Linked DNA regions of Podarcis muralis: region 1 is linked to region 2. A link is a contact called in public Hi-C data. All regions are on one chromosome and are shown on one strand. Each heading gives the region's core, a stretch centred on a gene start, on an enhancer-like site or on the middle of the called end of the contact. The rest is flanking DNA. Distances are from core to core; before and after follow the strand shown. Region 1 holds the start of MKS1 (MKS transition zone complex subunit 1). Region 2 holds the start of NSUN5 (NOP2/Sun RNA methyltransferase 5).

What was found. A called contact is a pair of places that touch in the nucleus more often than the background predicts.
Region 1: a Hi-C map of tail shows a contact between it and region 2, with 4 times the contacts expected there. The contact joins the promoter of MKS1 here to the promoter of NSUN5 in region 2. A contact is called at or near these places in 2 of 3 Hi-C or Micro-C datasets (blood and tail).

The regions. Positions count from the first base shown.
Region 1 is chr15:29,768,689-29,772,275 of rPodMur119.hap1.1, reverse strand. MKS1 (MKS transition zone complex subunit 1) reads left to right here and starts at 1,859. Exons shown (of 18, transcript XM_028708409.2): 1 at 1,859-2,009; 2 at 3,029-3,147. The coding sequence starts at 1,876.
Region 2 is chr15:29,572,920-29,576,630 of rPodMur119.hap1.1, reverse strand. It overlaps NSUN5 (NOP2/Sun RNA methyltransferase 5), which reads left to right and starts at 1,765. Exons shown (of 10, transcript XM_028707800.2): 1 at 1,765-1,926; 2 at 3,130-3,252; 3 at 3,356-3,533. The coding sequence starts at 1,795. It overlaps TRIM50 (tripartite motif containing 50), which reads right to left and starts at 871. Exons shown (of 6, transcript XM_028707799.2): 1 at 1-871.

The DNA.
Region 1 (3,587 bases), core at 610-3,109, 200 kb before region 2:
GGTGAGTGGCTTGGGCTTGGAGATCCTTTGCTAGATGGACCAGGCCCTGGCAGGTGGGGGAAAGGGGCAGGAGAAGAGTCCCAGCACAGCCATGGCCGACCTTGTGCCCTCCAAATGTTTTAGACTAAAAGTCCCAGGCAGCACAACTCTCACCCAGTCCTCAGGATTGGCTACTGTGATGATTAAGACTACTCCACACACAGCAGGGACGGGAGAACCTTTGGACCATCGAATAGCACTGTGGAAAGGTTGCAGTGTTCAGGGTTTTGTTCGCACAGCACACATTAAATGTGAAGCATTCTCCCTCAGGGGGCAGGGGTGGCCATCAAGTTGAATGGCTTTAAAAGAGGATTAGACAAAATCATGGAGGAAGAGAGGGCTGTTGATGGTTACTAGCCACAACTGCTATGCTCCTGGGGTTCCTGGGGGCTGAGCCCTTTTGGGTCCCCTGAATATTTTTGGCTTGGGTGCTGGGGCCCTCAATGTCCAAAAAGCACAGAGGCAAAACGCGGAGCCGAGCACAGTGTGGTGCCAGTGGCTGGCTCCTCCTCCTGTCGTGGAGAGGAAGGAGAAGCCTTTTTTGGACTTATTTAAAGAAATGTGAGTTTGATGCATTTGCGAGCAGGAATTGAAGTATGACCAACAGAAGGTATCAGAACTTACTGTAATATTTATTGTTAATGACATAAGAGATGGAAGACAGGGTGCAACAAAGGAGCAGAGAACAAAATCACCATGAAAAACGGGATGGGAAGTGGACAAAACCATAAACAAAATTATGTCTAGGAGTGTATATGTGGAAATTTTCTTGAAATTTAACAAAAAAATTTTTTTAAAAAACATACAAAAAATCTGTAGAACAAGCCTAGTAAGACAACAGCAAAGAATGCTGGCAGCATAACGTGTCCAGGAAAATCAGAATGCTGCCAAATGCCTGGGGAAAAGTTTTTTACCTGGTACAGAAAATACCAGGAATTCACTTCATCTCAAGAAACAAATGCTTTCTCCCCATGTAGATTAGATTTAATCTAATTAGTTGATAGGATTTTCTATGATTAATTGACTTTAGGCTGCCATCTTAAACTAACTGGGGGAAGGGAGTCCTATTTAACACAGTAAAGGTGCTCAAGAGTCAGAATTGTAGATTTGGAAGGGACGCCAAGGGCCATCTAGTCCAACCCCCTGCAATGCATAGAGAATCCTTGACAAATGGCCATCCAACGTCCATTGAAAAATCTGCTATTAGTGTGAACATTTAGTTTTGGGGTGCTTTTGAAATATTTCATAGTACGTACAACCAGGCTGCCTGGAAGGGTGAAGGATGGGGCAGTTTAAGCAGATGGCTCTTTGCTGCAATCTGGGAGGCACGTTTTGTATATAGATATGTGGGTGTTTGAGAAACCAGGTCAGGCTCAGCTCAACCGCTTGCCTGCAATATCAGCATTGGACTACCTCGCAGGACTGTTGTAAGTCAATCTCTCAGCTCACAGTCCCTCCCACACCCGAGTCTGCAGTGGGGGTAAACCAATGAGGTCCATCGACTACAATCCATTGCTTTTGCAAATCATTCTCAGCCTGACCCCCAACCGTAAAATGTTGACAGTCATGGACTACACTGCAGGCTTGTTGCAAAGTACTCTACTCCCTGCTAGCCTGCAAAGGTTAGCAATGGCATCTGTGCCGGCAGAGTTAATTAAAAAAAAAAAAAAAAAACAGTTGGGGGACTCAGAGAAAATTAAATGCTCCACACAAAAAGAATCTTAAAAACAGAAACTCCTCCTTTGGTTTCTCTAATGTGATCTCGGAAGTGTCCTATCTGGCAAAGGCAGAGGAACTCTTTACTTTCTCTGTGGCCGGCGCCATCTTGCCGTCCCCATGGAAACGCGGCCTAACGGAGATGCCGAAGCCTTTCCAAAACCCCCTCAGACCATGGCGGAGACCGTGTGGAACGAGGACCCAGGCGGGGCAGTATATCGTTCCCGGGACCCCATCAGCAACTTGCGCGTCAGGTCGGTACATTCTCGCCCCGTCTCTGCCCTATTTTACCGCCCCCCCAAAAAAACCTCGCCCCTCCCCTTCCTCTCTCCCCTGCTAAACTAACCCCCCAACCGATCTATGAATCGGTATCACCCACAGTGATCAATCAGTATCACCTGTCAATCAGCTACTCCAAGCAAATCCATAATCCTCGATACCCATTTTAGGAGGGGGGGGGGAGAACAACACTCCCATCACTCCACTTGCAGATCTTCCTGCCCCAAAGAGTCTTCTGCAAGCTTGAAAACTAGCAAACTCAGGAGAAAAGCTTCCCTTAGTTTGAAGGATTTTTTAAAAAAAATATTTGTGGCCTCTTTTATTTGGGGCAGGATCTGCTTTGATTGGTGCGGTTGTTTTAAGTTTCTATTAATTTATTGCCATTGCTCCCACTTTTAACTGTTTGTTTATATACCGCTTCATTAAAAAAAGAGGAAGCCTCAAAGCATTTGTGTGTTTGTTGATTCCTGCATTTTGCCAGGGGTTGGACTACATAATTCTCCCATGATTCTAAGTTGCTTTGAGTAATTTTTATGAAGAAAGTGACTTATTTATAGGAATAATAAGGAACAATAATAAGGAACAATAGGAAACATGGGAACAAGAGAAGCTGTCTTATACCGAGTCAGACCAATGGCCCATCTAGCCCAGTAGTGTCAACCCTGACTGGCAGCAGCTCTCTGAGGTTTTCAGGCTGAGAGGATTTCCTAGCTGTATCTGGATATGCTGTTGGGGATTGAACGTGTGACACACAAAGCCCTTCCCATAAAGATTAAGTCCAGCCCTCAAGAGTCTGAAAAAGGGGCCTATTTTTGCCCTATACCAAGCCAGACCAATAGTCCATGTAGTTCAGTAGGGACTACCCTGACTGGCAGCAGTGGCTCTGCAGTTGACTCCATGCTTAGGGCTTACACTCTGCACCATGATTTTCAGCCTTCCCAAACCCTTTTCTGTACTCTTCTCATGCTCCAGATATTGCTTTCTGCCTCTACAGAGTTCAGATCCAGCGCGTGACCTCCACCAGCCTCCTGCTGCAGCAGTTGCACCTTCCTTTCAGCCAGTCAGGACAGCAGCTCATCAGCTTGACCAACCTCGGCACCCAGAACACAGCAAGTGAGTGGGCTACTGTTTCTTCAGGCTGCTCAGCTGATGGACCTTCACCGCAACATCTCATGCCATCGTGTTGCTTTTCTGCCTACCTTTTGTACTGCGGTTCAAGTTGGCTTATTTGTATGCAGCACTCGCACCTTGTCTGACTGTCCTCCGCAAGGCAGTCAGAATTGCTGTGTCAGTTCAGATGCTCTAGATGACAAGAGACCAAAGCAAAGGATTCTGGGAGTTAGGTCAAGCATATTGAGCGGTTGTGTCAGCAACTATGTGTGCTCTATGTGGGGTTTCCCTTGTGCTTGTTTCAGAAGCTGCAGTTAGTGTATAATGCTGCAGCTTGATTGCTGATAGGAGTGAGGTCTTGTTGGCCTAGAGCAGCTGTGCCTAGAGATCTGCATTGGTTGCCATTCTGCTACTGGTCCAAGTTCAAGGTGTTACTGTTCATA
Region 2 (3,711 bases), core at 516-3,015:
ACCCCCTTAAGTGCAGAGATGGTGAACCCGTGGTGGCCCTCCAGAGTTGGTTGGTCTCTGATGACTCCCATCTGACCTTTGCTCAGTGGCAGAGTACCTGTCCCTGGTTCAATCCCCATTGGCATCTCCAGGTAGGACAGGGAGCAGCCCCATCTGAAGCCCTGGCAAGTCATTGCTGCCAACCTGTGTTGACCAAGAAGAGTATCCTTACCTTCCACAGCTCAGTTGCCTTTTGCTTTCCGCCTTCCTTGCTCACCTGCCCTTCACCCGTAATCATAGGGCTTAGAAAACGCCAAGGCTTGGGATTCAGAGACCCTTCCTTTTGGGGAAATGCTCCTGTCCGCAAATAGTCAACTACTTCTACCCTCTCAAATCAATCCATGTGTCCCCCAAGCGGGAACTCTGAGCCACACAACTTACTGTGAAAAATCAGAGGTCAGCAGCACATCCACCCATTCATGCGTCTGCACATTTACCTTGAACGTTCACCTTGCAAAACATTTGTTCTCCTCCCCACACACCCTGGCTTGGCCACGCCTGGCACTCATTTATTTGTCCATCAGGCGCCAAAGACTTCTCTACGCTTACCGACTAACTGGCAACAGATAAGACTTCTGGCTCAGACATTACTTTTTTCCAGCCTTATTGTTGCAGGGTAGACTTGAAGTCTCCAATGCTGATGTTCCTGAGAAGAGAAATAAAGTTGTACAAAAGCAGCCTTGCTGACCTCTCGGGGTTCAGTGAACCCCAAGTTTCCTTGATGGCCACCAAAACTGCAAAAAGAAAATGAGAGAGTAATGGGAGGGGGAGCAAGAGGTGTTAGGCTGGTCCCTGTTTGGTGGGAGCTAGCTAGGTCTCTGTCTCTGTCTCTCCTGGGTAAGGTGAAACTTGCCTCAAAAAGAGTTTCATCTCAGCTATCTGCTGAGGGTCCTGGTTGTGCTGACCCTTAGAAAGGAGGCCTTGTGCCAGGACCGGCTCTGCCTTTGACAGATGTGTGTGCAGTGGGGTCAGAGGACCTTAAGGAGAGCTGCTCCCTGTCAGCAATTCCCACCAAGGGACAAGTTCCTTCCTGCAGGGGCCTGGGGGACTTCCAGTTGCTCAACCCCAAAATCTTGTTTGGGAGGGGCAGCCTGCTGCAACTTTGCCTGGATTATCCTGCTTCCCTAGGAAGTCAGCAGGGAATTTCAAGTCCTGTGCCTGGTTTTATTTGAGACTTTTTTTTTGTCACCGTTGGAATAGTTTTTATACACAGAATTGTTCTCAATTGTTCTACCTATGTAGAAAAGAACTGTTTATAATCGTTTTTGCACTTTTCTTGCTTTATGGTTCTGTCTTATAACTATGTGCGGCCTGATGGTAAAGGCGGGGGCACAGATAAGAAATCTGATTATATAATTGAGCCACTTATTGAGCCTTTTGAGGCTGAAAGCGGTATACAGTACAAGTCTTTTCAGGCTGCAGCCCTACACATACTTCCCTGGGAGTAAGAGCCACTGAACTCAATGGAGCCCCGTTATTCCAAGTATAATTTCAAGACACGTGCCATTGCGTTACACTGCGTATCGTTCTGCATTGGGATGTGGAGCTTGAAGCCGGCGTGCTGCTGAAGCCTTTGATTTCTCTCCGATGATTTTTTTGGGAAGCACTGGCGGCTGTGAAGAATGCCACGCCGAACCCGGAAACTCGTCGAGCAACGAACGTCTAACATTCGCAGCTCTACGAGATCTCCGCTAACCCACCCGCGAGCATGCGCGGCTCCCTTTTCCGGCGCATGCGCGTTCAGAGCTTGGCGCCATGCGGGAACACGGGCGGAAGAGTGGCTCCGCCGTGGGGCCCGGCTTGTACAGCGCGGCTGCCTCGGTCCTGGCCGGACTGGAGCGCCGGGAGGGTGCCCTCAAGACCCTGGTCTACGGGAGCCGATTCCAGGCGAGTAGAAACAAATATTTGCATGTGTTTGCATGTATTTGCATAAATTGGAGTGGCAAGCTTGGCGAAAGGAGGGGCCTCTACAAAACGGGGTCAGGCAGATTTATGGCAGAGTCGGAGGCTGCCGCCGACTGCGATGGTACAAATGGAATCGCCACCTGCGGGGGCTGTCTATCTTGGGATGTCAATAGCGAGTGGATGACGTCAGAGAATGGGGCGTCACCCTCAGGCCCTGCATCAGATTGGCCACTGTGGGGAAGCAGCCTGATGAGGCAGGGGAATGGACCAACTTTGATCTGGTCCAACAGGTGTATTTTATAGGAGGATATAAAGCCACTTTGTTATATCAAGCCAGGCTATTCCTGGAGTTAGAAGGGACCATAAGAGTCCCACAACCCTGAGATTAAGAATCCTATGCTCCATTAGCTCAGCTATCCAGGTGTTCATTGATGCACCTAACACAGTATTTTCTAGTCTACACTGGCAGCAGTGACTCTCCAGGGTTTTTCTGGCAGTCTTTTTAAATGCTCAAGTGAGTTGAACAGATAAAGAGCAGCAAGCTTTAAAAAAAGGCAAATGGCACCTTGAATTAAAGCAATAAAATAAGAAAAAGCTGAGCTGCAGGGATTTTATAGTTTGAACTCATAGCCAAGAGAGATGATAGAAAAAGAGAGGGATCTGCTGAAGCCGAAGCTGTGCTAAGCTGTTAAGGGGGGGGGGCACCTGAGGCCTTCCAGATGTTGCTGGACTCCAATTCCCATCAACCTGTGCATCCAGTGGCAAGGGATGATAGGAGCTATAGTCCAACAACATACAGAAGGCCATGGGTTCCCTGGGGTAAAGTGTGGAGCCCAGCTGTCCATCAAATTATTATTTCAGGTGTGTGCAGGGGGGGGTGTCTTTCCAAACTTAAAAATAGAATTCCCTGTTAGTGCTTGTTACCTAAATCAAGTGCTCAAAGTGTTCATAGCAGCAAATAAAGCAGCCCCCCCCCAAGTTGGCACCTTTCAAGTGTTTTGGACTGTGTTTCCCATCAGTACCAGCCAGCAGGGACTAAGGATGGCCATGGGGCTGATGGGAGGTGTAGTCCAAAGCACCTTGGAAGCAACAGCAGGGGGGAGATTGGAGTAAAGTGCCCACTTAGCTGTAAAACACTGATAGTCTTTGCTCCATTAGCGACAATGATCCCTGCTCCTCTTCTAGAACCCCCGGCTGCTCTGTGCCCTCGTTTCGGAGACCCTTCGCTATTCTCCTGTGCTGGACTCTATACTGGAGGCTGCTGGCTTGCTCCGTGCTGAGAAGAAGCTGCAGCCGCACCTGGCGAAGGTGAGCATGAGGGGCGGTTGCAGCCCCAGCCCCTGGGCTCCCCCATGCCCAGAACAAGTACCCCGTGCTGTCGCCCACTGGTGCCCCTCTCCTTCCTTTTCAGGTGTTGGTGTATGACTTGCTCTTTGGCAAGGGCCTGCGTGGTGGCGGGCATGGCAAGGTCCTGGTCCTGAAGCATCGTGCCCGTCTGCAGGCCGAACTTGCCCGCTTGAAAGTCCAGAAGAAAGTGAGCCGCAATGAAGATCTGCTGCCACCGATGGCGGCAGGAGGGGCTGGCCAAGGTAGGTGGCTGGACGTGAGGTGCATTGCCACTATCTAGCCTACTGCACTGGAAGAACCTATCTTAATATTTCATGGCTGCCAAAATGCATATTCTCCAGAATCTCCCCAAACATAATGCTGTTCTTGGGAGAAAATGCACAGGCTCTGACTTGGGCTGACTCCCAGGGAAAGGTGCTT